4 separate regions of the Mus musculus genome follow, and regions 1, 2 and 4 are each linked to region 3. A link is a contact called in public Hi-C, HiChIP or PLAC-seq and promoter capture Hi-C data. All regions are on one chromosome and are shown on one strand. The core of a region is the stretch at or near the end of the contact, and the rest is flanking DNA. Distances in the headings are between cores, read along the strand shown. Region 1 has its middle 5.7 kb from the start of Npm2. Region 2 has its middle 47 kb from the start of Gm34757. Region 3 holds the start of Gfra2 (glial cell line derived neurotrophic factor family receptor alpha 2). Region 4 has its middle 53 kb from the start of Gm34703.

Region 1 (2,700 bases), core at 99-2,598, 230 kb before region 3:
GTAGCTGAGAATGACCTTGGACTTCTAATTTTCTGTGTTGGGCTTGGTGTGCTAGGAACTGAATCCAGGGCTTCCTGTGTGCTAGGCAGGCACTCTGCCAACAGAGCAATATCACTAGCATAATATCTTTTTTTTTTGAAGTTTAGTGAGTTTAAAATTTCATTATATATATTTTTTATATATCTACTGAGATGATTTCTAATTTTTCCTTAGTTCATGCAGTGTTACAGTTATGCTTTTTATAGAAAATTATGTGTAGGGCTGGAGAGATGGCTCAGTGGTTAAGAGCACTGACTGCTCTTCCAAAGGTCCTGAGTTCAGATCCCAGCAACCACATGGTGGCTCACATCCATCTGTAATGGGATCTGATGCCCTCTTCTGGAGTGTCTGAAGACAGCTACATTGTACTTACATATAATAAAACAAATACAACTTTAAAAAAAGAGAAAATTATGTGTATAGGTGTTTTGTCTGCATGGCATGGCTGAGCACTTCAGTGGCTAGTGCCCACGGAGGCCAGAAGAGGTAGTTAGATCATGTGGAACTGGAGTTACAGATAGTTGTAAGCAACCATGTGGGTGCTGGGAATTGAACTCAGTGCTCTCTGGAAGAGCAGCAAGTTCTTAACTGCTGAACCATCACTATAGCCATATTCTTTTGAAAATTAAATCAACATTGCATTCTAGATTCAGCCACTTAATCATGATGTATCATTCCTTTTTATATACTGATTCAGACATACATTTTGGTAAGAATGCATCTAAATTCATAAGAGATAATAGTCTAGAAGCCTTAAGTTCGAAAAATATTTTACGTATATGGGTGTTTTCTAAGTCTGTGCCTAATGTATATTGCCTCTGGCTCGAGGAGGCCAGAAAAAGGTGTTGAATCCCCTGGAACTAGAGTGACAGAACCATTGTGAGCCAACATGTGGGCCCTAAGGATGGAATGTAGGGTCTCTACAAGAGCAGCCAGAGCTTTCAACTGCAAATTACCTCTCCAGCTCACTAAATGTTATTTTATTCCTTTATGTCTTTGGCTTTTTATTTGAGGCTTAGTGAGATGATGACTTCCTCTTCTGAGTTTCTGTGTGATTGGTATTCATTTTGCAGAAATGTTTTGATATCTTCAAGGATAGGACCTTCTCTCAGGGTCAGCCTGTGTCCTATCTTCTTTACAACCCACACCCTAGTCTTGCCCAGAGCTTTCTCTTTCCCAATCAGGTGTCACTCTGTTCTGGAACTAGGGAATCACAGGAAAATCGTTTGAATTCAGCTGATCACAAAGTTTTGAGTCCACCTCTCAACATTCCTCAAATTCCTTTCTCACAGCCCTAGCCTTGGGTCACGTGTCCCATCCGTTAAGCTCAGTTAAGAAAGGCTTGCTCGGCAGGCTGCTTTGCTAAGGAGTCTTTGGAGGTTTAGAAACCGGATTTTAGGATCAAAGCCCAACCTTGCAGGCCCGTTCTTTACTGATACAAAGAGGGCTGCATTCGCCCTCTAGTCATATTATTTCTGCTATTCCTCACAAGATGTCTCGCGCCTTTTTGTCATGACTCCTTGGTCTGATGAGGGCTTCCCTGGGAGCTGTCCACTGCAGAGCTCCCCTTTGCGTCTGAGACTTCCTCCACGGGTTCAGCACTTCAACTTTGGGACAGGGACAGCCGCTGTGAATTTCGGTGTAAGGACCTGATGCAAATAAACTCGGATTTCTGCAAGAGCAGGGCCCAGGGGAGATATACCCGGAGTAGGTTAGCACCTCGGTTACAGCCGGAAACAACCGGGCACATGAGTCCTTACTGCGCGTGCGTGGAACAAAGGCGGGATCTGGTCTGGGGACTCTGCGCAGCCCAGATGCAACCTAGGTGCGGCGTCTCCTTCCGACGCAAGGGCCGCGCAGGATCACTTCCGGGGCCGCGCAGACGCAGGCTTTGATTTCAGCCGCTGCGCTTGGTGTCAGCTGCGGTGGGTCCGGCTGGGATCTCTGCAGGAAACTTCACTCACTCCAGTACCTCTTTCCACCCTCTGCTTGTCTTCTGCAAACGCATCTGCGGCCATAAATCCCATCCTTGTCATCCATCCGGACGTGACCTGATCCTTTGGTGCTGACTTGGAAGGAGCAGAGTTTGGTTGCTGGGACAGATAAGGGACAAGATTGCGATTACCTCAAATAAACGAGCAGGTCTTAAAACGAGACATGGGGACAGCAGGGGTGGGAAGATTTGGGTTTGCAGATAAGCACAGAGTATAGCGCGTATACACTGACAAAAGCGCGTTTTGCAGATGTAAAAGGAATGTGGAAGGGTGTGGCCGCCGAGCCCGCTGTGGCAACTGCCTAGCTGAGTGGGAGGGTTCTGCTTGTGGTGTTTATAGCTTGTCAATAGTTTGTAACGCGATATTCTTTGTGACGTGTGCTCAGACTGGATGTAAGAGGTGGCTAATCAGATGAAGAAATGGCCAGCTGTACTCTTAAAATTGTTTTCATTTCCACACCTGGATGTTTTAATACCAACTACTCTTGAGAGCCGAGAGGCTTACATTTTCTGACTTTGGGCTATATTCTCCACACTTTTTACTACTTGTGGGGAATACGTATTGTGTAAGTGGCCCTTCTGAGCGTTCGGGGGAGAGGGCAGTCATATTATCCAGCCTTGGTTTTTTTGTTTCCTTACTTCTGGGATAACAGGTGTACACCACCAAG
Region 2 (2,700 bases), core at 56-2,555, 230 kb after region 3:
TAATAGCTTTATGAAATATTTTTGTGTTAGGTGCTCAAATACCTGAGTTAATACCAGTTTAAATGAAAAAGAGTCTGTTGGACTCACTGATTCAGGGGTTCTGTTCCCTAGCCCCATCTCTGACGTCCTGAGATAAGGACAGCATCATGGCAGTGGGAGGCATGACAGAAAAGGCCTGTAACTTCATGGCAAGCAAGGAGCAGAGATTAAAGAGCATGGCTGTGTTATCTGACTTTCTCCAACTCCCCTCCTCCACACTCCAGCCTATGGAATGAACAGCATAGCCTGAATTCAGAGTGGGTCTGTACTTAATTCTCTCCACAAGCACCCTTACAGACACATCTGGAGGTGTGGATTATTAAATACCTAGGCACTGCTCAACCCGGTCAAGATTCACTCTCACAACTTTTGAGAGGGACATGGAAGGAGATGTCACCAACAGACACCAAGCCACTGGCATCTTGTGGGACTTGCTAGTCTCTAAAACTGTGCTGTTTATAAATTACTCAGTGTAGGGCATTTCGTTAATTAGCTTAAATGCACTAACATATACACTGAACTCCATGGGCTAGGTGATAATGCCTCAGAGGCCATAGAAGGTGGACCCCGGGCAAGGCCAGGTTCAAGGGGGGGGGGCAACTGTTTAGTCTTCTAAGTAATGCTTTTGGAGGTAGAAGTGGGATGGATTTGAGGAAATTGCTAGTGTTCCACAGAGAGACTTTCTCTGTGTGTGAATCGTGACTGTGATGATGGCTAAAATTCAGGAGGGGAAAAAAAAAACCTGGCTCAACAAACAAACAAAGAAACAAACAACCCTGGAGACTTGTGAGAGGCCATCTGAAGCAATTCGGTGTCTGGAGCCCTGAGCTATTTAATGTTTCCAGCAATGAACTAGACGATGAAACAGAGAGCACGCTCATTAATTTCATAGATGACACCCAGCTGAGGCTGGAGGGGGCACCTTGGAGGATCCGATTAGAATTCAAATTGACTGGAGTAAGTTTTAAAGATTGGTCAGAAACCAACCAAATAAGATCCAGGAAGGACAAGGGCAGAGAGAGGGGAAGACAGCCTTCGGAAGGACTAGGAGAGTGAATTGCTAGGTTTTAATCCTGCCTGAAACCTGCTGACTCTCTTGACCTCCCTTGCCTGACACATCACAGCTGACATTTGCACACAGCGTACGATGAACTTTCACAGTTCTCTCCTTGGGGCCCTGGGTGACAACACCCTTAGAGAGGGGGCTGTTAGGAATAAGTTCATGATGGGTTCAGAGATGTTAGAACATCTGCCTTAGGCCACACAGCTGATAGGTGTCAAAGCCAGATGCAAACTCATTTAGCACTTTACACAGCTCATTTGACACTTACCTCAGAGTGCTTTACTGTCTTATCTGATATGTGACCTCATTCGGTGGTAAAGTCCCTGGATCCCGCACCTTGGCCCTAGGCAGTACCTATTTCCATCCATGTCAGGCTAAGATCCCATGATGTACCCGTCTGACACAATTCTTACCAGCCGCTTCACCAACTTGGATTCAGTCTAGCTGGGCCAAACCCACCAGCTTGCTTTCACACTCTGATGTTGGTCCAGGTACCTATCGGTACTCCTCCATACCTGGCTTATTGAGAACCCTTGGAGAGAATAGCACAATTGGGTAGAAAGAGCCACTGTGGAGTTATCAGGCAGGCTTGTTGGTTCTGCTTGGCAACCAGTCTTTCCAGTCTCTGGTCAGTTGGCTCCCCTTCGGTCCTAACCTCATTACTGGCCCATTTACTGTCATTGTTATCCTACTGAAGAGAAGACAGGCCACCTGGCAAGTGGTCCCTCAACTTCCAGTTTTCAGTATCTTCCACTTTGCTCAACTCTATACTAGCTCTCATCTCCAGCCTCCTGGCTGTGAGGAGCCGCCCTCACATTTGCCATTATAAGATGGCACTGACAGCTGTGTTCTAAGTGGTAAACATAGTCTGCACACATGCAGGGGCAGTTTTCCCACCATGTGTTCTGCCTTTCCCGTGATGACAACTGGGCCGATGGGCTGCAGCCAATCAGGGAGTAATACATCCTAGGTGGAGGATAATTCTCCTTAAAAAGGGATGGGGTTTCGCCATTTGCTTGCTTGCTCTCTTGCACTCTGGCTCCTGAAGATGTAAGCAATAAAGCTTTGCCGCAGAAGATTCTGGTTTGTTGCGTCTTTCCTGGCCGGTCGTGAGAACGTGTCTAATAACAATTGGTGCTGAGACCCGGGACGGGACGAGAAATTCCGGGACGAGAAAAAACTCGGGACTGGCGCAAGGAAGATCCCTCATTCCAGAACCAGAACTGCGGGTCGCGGTAATAAAGGTTCCCGTAAAGCAGACTGTTAAGAAGGATTCAACTGTATGAATTCAGAACTTTTCAGCTGGGGAACGAGAGTACCAGTGAGTACAGCTTTACGAGGTAAGTCCGATCTTGAACTTTCTAACGAAATTCAAGACAGTCTATCAGAAGTAAAGTGGAATATGTTTGGCCTTGAATTTTTTCTGGTGTTAGGAGCCCTTTTGTTCCTTTTCACATGTTATCAAGTGGTTAAGGCAGGGCGGATTCTAGAGGAAATTCAGGACAAGCTATCAGAAGTAAAGCGGGGAGAGAGAGTAGGAACAAAGAGGAAATATGGTACACAAAATAAGTATACAGGCCTTTCCAAGGGTCTTGAAC
Region 3 (2,700 bases), core at 53-2,552:
CGCCTTCAACCCTTCTCCAGCCAGACGCTTCTTTTTTCGGGGCTTCTGGGCTTTTATTGTAAATTCTATGACTAAATTACGCCGGTGAGCTGGGGCCAAAGACAGATGGATAAATTGTCCCCCTTCCCGGCTTGGGGAGGAGTCTCCATCCGGAAGGGTCTCCACCCTCAGCTTCGGGAACCGGGAGTGGCCTTAGTTCCCCGACTAGCTCTAGGGAGTCCAGGAGATCTCTGTGTGCGGGGAGGGGGTGTGAAGCAGAGGCCTGAGTGTCCCTTGTTTTGGGGCTCCCCAGTAGGGTGGGGTGTCAACCCGGGCTGGATTTTTCCCGCGCAGTTCTGGCTGGTTCACTGGCCTTGGAGGAGGAAGTTGGGACCCCTAGACAATCTTCTCTCTGGTCCAGGGGAGGAGAGACCAACTGGGGAAGAGGTGTCTGGAATGGCTGCAGAGCTGGTGTGTGTGCCTGTGTGTTGGGGAGCGCGCGCGGGGTGGGGTGGCAAGCGAGTCACTAGTGTGCGGTAAAAGTTCTTGAGCTCTGCATGCAGAACACACGAATAGGAGCGCGGGGTTAGACCCAGGGAGATAGGGTTGGCCTACAAGGGCGTCTTTGGGTTCCCTAGTGCTTTTGGGAAGACTCTCAGAACGGCTCCCCACAAGGAATACATCAGCTTGCAGAGTGGTGCTCTCTTTTTCAGACCTGGACCACCACGCCTGGGTTTTTCTACTGCCCTGCCCCCATGCCTCTAGGATGGCTCCAGCACCCGGGCCTCAGTGTCTCCCTAACCTCGTTCAGGCTTCCGAAACCTCATGGCTCTGGGGGTCCAGTGCAGGGGCAGGAGCACTTGGAGAACGCAAGCCTTCACCTAGCCAGGATGAGACATTGCATGGAGAGGAGGGGGCGGGAGGCTTCGTTGGTTTGAGCGTGGACACTGGCCGGGGGATCTAGTCGGTTTTCCGGCCAAGGCAGCAGGCTGGTCCCAAGGGCGGGCAGTTGAGCCGAGGGAGCCAGCGGTGGAGCTCACCCCTAGGCCAGTGTTCCTGGGCGCCAGCGCCACTCCGGTGTAGCTTCCATCACCGCCGAGTCGCTACCACTGCTGCTGCAGAGTGTAGCTGCTCCGCCGCGCTCCCGCGCGCTGCGCCGCCAGCCGCCAGGGAGCCGGGGCGCTGAGCCCCGAGCAGAGGAGAGGGGCGAGGCGCGAGAGCCTAGGCGAGGAAGCCGCGAAGGGGGAGGGAGGGAGCAGGCGGGCGGAGGGAGGAGCAGGGAGAGAGGGAGTAGGGAGGGGAAGAGAGAGAGAGAGGGAGAGTGAGGGAGAGCGGAGATCGAGAGCAAAGAGCGAGAGCGAGGGAGAGGAGAGGAGAGGAGAGGAGAGGGAGAGAGGAAGGGAGGAAAGACACACGCAAGCACAGGCACACCGGCACTGGAATTCCATTAGAAAAAGTGAGCCGAAGCAAGGGATAGCGGGAGAAGATTTTTTTTTTTTTATTTTGAATCTTTTTCTTCGTCTTGGTGCCAAAGAAGCGACTCTGGTCTCCCGTCCTAGAAGCTCTACTGGATTGCTCCCATCCGTCGGTGGATTTCTTTCCTATTTGCATTTATTCTGACCCCCCTCCCTCGCTGCTTTCTTCCAGTCCTTCACTTTCAGATCGCCTCGCCCCCACCTCTCCAGTCCCCTCCTGGGAAGTGCAGGGGAATTGGACCCACGGGGACTCGCGCCTTCCCGGCCGCGAGAGCGAAGGGCTGGGCTGACCTCAGGACCAGGCTGTTGGCTTAGAAGGCAGCCAGACACATAGCTACGTGTGTTTGATTTCAGTGGCAAGGGGGGGACGTCGAGAGGCAGCCCACCGCCCGCCTCCCACCCCTCCCCCTCCAGCCAGCAGCGAGAATCCCTGGACTCGGGATCTTCAACCGGCGGCCGCCTGGCGGGATCTCCGCATTGGATTTGGGGGTCGTTATCATTGCTTGGCTGTTATTATTACCGTTGTTATTTTATTTTTATTTTTTAAACCTAAGGGAGAAAGACACATACACACAAAACTGTGGGATTTATTTAACATGATCTTGGCAAACGCCTTCTGCCTCTTCTTCTTTTTAGGTGAGTACCTGCAGGTGGCGAGTCTGGGGGTCACAAGGGGCTGCGCGCGTTCAGTCGCCCACTGGAAGCTGGGCATGCGGGGGTGGGCTTGGGGGCTGCAAGCAGGGCGCCGTGGGAGACACCGGGAGATCGCGCCAGGCTGGGAGCCCGGGCCTGGGGCTCCGGGGAGCCGAACTGCCTGGGAGGCTCTAGAGGAGGGAGCTGTGCAGCGGCTAGCTGGTTGCGCGGAGGACCGAGAAGGAGACTTCCAACATTCAAACCATCTCCGCACGCACTCCCGTGCCGCGCGCGCGCACACACCCCGACACACACTCTTACTTGCAGGCCGTGATAGCGCTCATTTCCCTCAAAATAATGGGTTCAATTTGCAACAACTTAGGAAGGAAAAAAATGCAACTGTTGGTGTGAATGAAAGGAAGGATGGGGAGAGGCTGGCGGGACGCTATCAAGCCTGCCCCTCCTTTCTGGAAGGCTCTCAGAGTCAGTGGGTTTCGGCAGGAGGTCTTGGTTTGGACGTTTGCGGGGAGTCCTTGTAGTCACCTCCTACTTGCCAATCAGTCTCAGGAACGCACCCTATCTCTCCACTCTCTGTAGCACTTTGCAAGTTTCT
Region 4 (2,785 bases), core at 113-2,612, 160 kb after region 3:
TTTGTGCTTTTTTTTTTTTTTTTTTTTTTTTTTTTTTTTTTTTGGCTCAGCTGCCACGAGAGGGGTTCCAATACACACTGTCATAGATAGAGCCACCACTGCAGTCATGTTTTCCCTGCTGTGATAGACTGGAGCATCTCAAACTGTAAGCCCTATGAACTTATTCCTCCCACAAGTTATCAATGTCAGCTTTTTGGTTCATGAGGATGTAAAAGTAACCAGAGTAAGGCATACAGCCGTCCTATCAGATAGTAGAACCTATCAAAATGGAGAGCCGAGATCAAGTCTAGTCTAGGAAGCTTTGCAGTAGAGGTTGAAGGCAGAAGAGGGGATGAACATAAAGGAAAGTTAGGATAGTGGATGAAGTGGCATGTTGTAAATACTGCTTCACACAGAAGCAAGGCTACTAGGAGGACAAGTCAGAGCAGACCTGGAACTCACAGCTGTCAGCCACATGTCCTTGATGCTGAAAGGGACAACATGGTAAATGGCCCAACACCACAGGTATATGTCACTACAGACAGCTTAGATGGTCATTTTGTGGATATTCTCCCAGCTGCTGAGGAAAGAAAGCCTGCTGCTCAGAAACCACCAGAGATAGCCTAAAGACCTTCTTATGTGAGGCCATAGTCTCCAGCCTCAGAAAGGGGCTGTTCTGTTTGAATGGTTGAAACCTGGAGTGCCCTCAGGGCTTGCTTCCACCCAGAACAATGGTCTCTGTTGAGTTCCCTGGTTTCTAGGCAACAGGAAGCCCTTGGCCGAAGCAATGCACAGAAAGCCTTAGTAAGCCTTCGTAGAGGTGCTTCTGTGACCTCTAGCTAGGCAGGACAAAAGGCCAGTTCTTCTTGGTTTGGGGAATGTAATGGGAAGGACAGCACTGCATCATTGTCTGTAGAGAAACATGAGTAGCCTAGTGTTCTAGCCTTTGGCCTGCAGCAATCTCTGTTTCATTTGCTGACCTCATGGGGTTGTGCTTCTAACTCCTTTGGCTTTCGTGCAACTCTGGGGAGAGAGAGAGTCCTTTCTTCCCCCAAGTGAGGCCCATGTGGGCCAAGCCTAATAGGAAAAAAATTGTCATTGTACCATTTGATGGTTCTTGGAGAGAGCCTAGCTGGGTTTCCTGTCCCTCAGGGAAACACTATTAGTTGTAGGGATAACCAAAATTTGTTTTGATCAGTTAGAGCATGATATGCATAGACACAAAAATCAGTGTCCTGAAGGATGTTCAGGACACACAGGTCTTTGAGTGTTCATCCTCACAGGTCTGTAGAAACAGGTGTCACTATGATCAGGGCCACATAGAAAGCTCTGCAGTGAGTCAGGAGGCAGAGGGGGGTAGAAAGAGCTTTTATCGTGGTTGCTATGGAAAACCGAACTGACATTGGTAAGCAGGCAGGGGATTGGTCAGTATGAATAATGATAATGAGCTCTGGCTACAGAGCTGTTTGTAGAATTCTGATCCCAGGGTGGTTAGGGCAAGTAGCCAGTATCTAGGACTGAGGAATCATAACTCCAAAGAAAGATGGTTCTAGGGCTCGGTCTCCCTGGAAAGGGCAATCAGGAAATGTGGTTGTTCCCCATCTATTCCTGAGGTTCAGTAGAACATCACACATCTGATCCCAAGATCATTCATAGCACTTCTGTTGTCCTTTTGGAATTTGAAGTTAGCATCAACACCTCCTTTGGGGAATATTTCCTTTCTAGCTCTGAGGTCCCCATTGGAACTGTTCTCTTCTCCTAATAGGACCATAGGTCTACCTATATGTCTGTGACACATTCTGAATGAGTTGTGTTTGTGTCATCTCCTTTCAAGATCCAAGAGTCTCTTGAGGACTCACCTTGTCTTATTCCTTTCCCGGCCTGTGGAACAGGCCTGGCATGCAGAACACAGGTACTATACGTGTTTGACAGAGTGGTGGATGAGAAGGAAATGTGTCATTTGAGTATCATCAGACTTAAGGGGGTTACTGTGTTTGCTTAGTTGGTAACCCTATGGAGAAAGTGGCAGGAAATATGAAGTGTGGGGATCATGCAAGTCTCATGCTCTCATAACTGGCACCATAGGTGGTCCTTCCCTGGCCACTGAAGAACTGCCCCTGCATGAATTCCAGTACATAGACCTTGGGGATCCCTTCAATCCCTGAACTTCATGTAATATGTATGTGTAGATTGTCCTAAGGCAAGAAGTGAGTCAGTCAGACTTTGGAATTGCTCCCAACTCAGAATATGTTAAAGTCTTGGAACATACGTTCCTTTCCAAGGCTGTTGGGGTTGTTTAAATAAAAATGACCCCCATAGACCTATAAGGGAGTGATGCTCTTAGGGGATATGGCCTTGTTGGAGTACATATGGCTTTTTTGGAGAAAGTATGTCACCAGAGGGTGGGCTTTGAGATCTCAGATGCCCAAGCTTAGCCAACTGTCTCTTCCTGTTGCCTGCTGATCCAGATGTAGAACTCTCAGCTACCTCTCCAGCACCATGTCTGCCTGCATGCCCCCATGCTTTCCACCATCCAAATATTGAACTAAACCTCTGAAACTGTAAGCCAGTCTCAAATAAATGTTTTCTTTTATAAAAGTTGTTGTAGTCATGTTGTCTCCTCACAGCAATAAAACCCTAAGACAGCTATGTTTCATGAGGCTGGTGTCTATGTTCCACCTTGAGGCTATGCTGAGCTGTGTGCCCACTGTCCTCATCAGGGTCGTTCCTGTGCACTTCTTTCTCCCATAGCTGTTGATATTGGAACTCTCAGGTTTGTCTCCCAATCTCCATACTTAGTACTGAC

What was found. Promoter capture Hi-C pulls out the DNA fragments that hold promoters and counts their contacts. A called contact is a pair of places that touch in the nucleus more often than the background predicts. HiChIP or PLAC-seq counts read pairs in DNA pulled down with a chosen protein or histone mark.
Region 1: a contact with region 3 is called in a Hi-C map of embryonic stem cells, with 2.6 times the contacts expected there. The contact joins the enhancer-like site here to the promoter of Gfra2 in region 3. A contact is called at or near these places in 3 of 39 promoter capture datasets (hippocampal neurons and liver), 4 of 484 Hi-C or Micro-C datasets (B cells, bone marrow-derived macrophages and embryonic stem cells), 1 of 115 datasets of contacts at active chromatin or transcription factors (large pre-B cells) and 2 of 9 other capture datasets (adipose tissue and liver).
Region 2: a promoter capture Hi-C map of trophoblast stem cells shows a contact between it and region 3, with 5 times the contacts expected there. The contact joins the enhancer-like site here to the promoter of Gfra2 in region 3. A contact is called at or near these places in 7 of 39 promoter capture datasets (the 3T3-L1 cell line, the HPC-7 cell line, embryonic stem cells and 3 more), 1 of 15 datasets of contacts at CTCF or cohesin (pro-B cells), 8 of 484 Hi-C or Micro-C datasets (the HL-1 cell line, the N1E-115 cell line, cerebral cortex and 4 more), 3 of 115 datasets of contacts at active chromatin or transcription factors (bone marrow-derived macrophages, embryonic hindbrain and embryonic stem cells) and 3 of 9 other capture datasets (adipose tissue, embryonic stem cells and liver).
Region 4: a contact with region 3 is called in an H3K27ac HiChIP or PLAC-seq map of neural progenitor cells, with 6 times the contacts expected there. The contact joins the enhancer-like site here to the promoter of Gfra2 in region 3. A contact is called at or near these places in 6 of 39 promoter capture datasets (the 3T3-L1 cell line, embryonic stem cells, hematopoietic stem and progenitor cells and 3 more), 2 of 484 Hi-C or Micro-C datasets (the N1E-115 cell line and cerebellar granule neurons) and 4 of 115 datasets of contacts at active chromatin or transcription factors (embryonic forebrain, embryonic stem cells, neural progenitor cells and 1 more).

Annotation. Positions count from the first base shown.
Region 1 is chr14:70,657,448-70,660,147 of GRCm38.p6, forward strand. It overlaps a transcript of Npm2 not described here. Among named protein-coding and RNA genes, the nearest start is that of Npm2, 5.7 kb to the left of the region's middle. Within about 2 kb of position 1,349, at least 40 of the 459 cell types and tissues checked have an H3K27ac peak or open chromatin away from gene starts, as enhancers often do. A contact at or near this core is called in embryonic stem cells, where this site is marked.
Region 2 is chr14:71,119,301-71,122,000 of GRCm38.p6, forward strand. No RefSeq gene overlaps it. Among named protein-coding and RNA genes, the nearest start is that of Gm34757, 47 kb to the right of the region's middle. Within about 2 kb of position 1,306, at least 13 of the 459 cell types and tissues checked have an H3K27ac peak or open chromatin away from gene starts, as enhancers often do. A contact at or near this core is called in trophoblast stem cells, where this site is marked.
Region 3 is chr14:70,888,805-70,891,504 of GRCm38.p6, forward strand. It overlaps Gfra2 (glial cell line derived neurotrophic factor family receptor alpha 2), which reads left to right and starts at 1,303. Exons shown (of 9, transcript NM_008115.3): 1 at 1,303-2,090. The coding sequence starts at 2,051.
Region 4 is chr14:71,046,484-71,049,268 of GRCm38.p6, forward strand. No RefSeq gene overlaps it. Among named protein-coding and RNA genes, the nearest start is that of Gm34703, 53 kb to the left of the region's middle. Within about 2 kb of position 1,363, at least 43 of the 459 cell types and tissues checked have an H3K27ac peak or open chromatin away from gene starts, as enhancers often do. A contact at or near this core is called in neural progenitor cells and stem cell-derived neural progenitor cells, where this site is marked.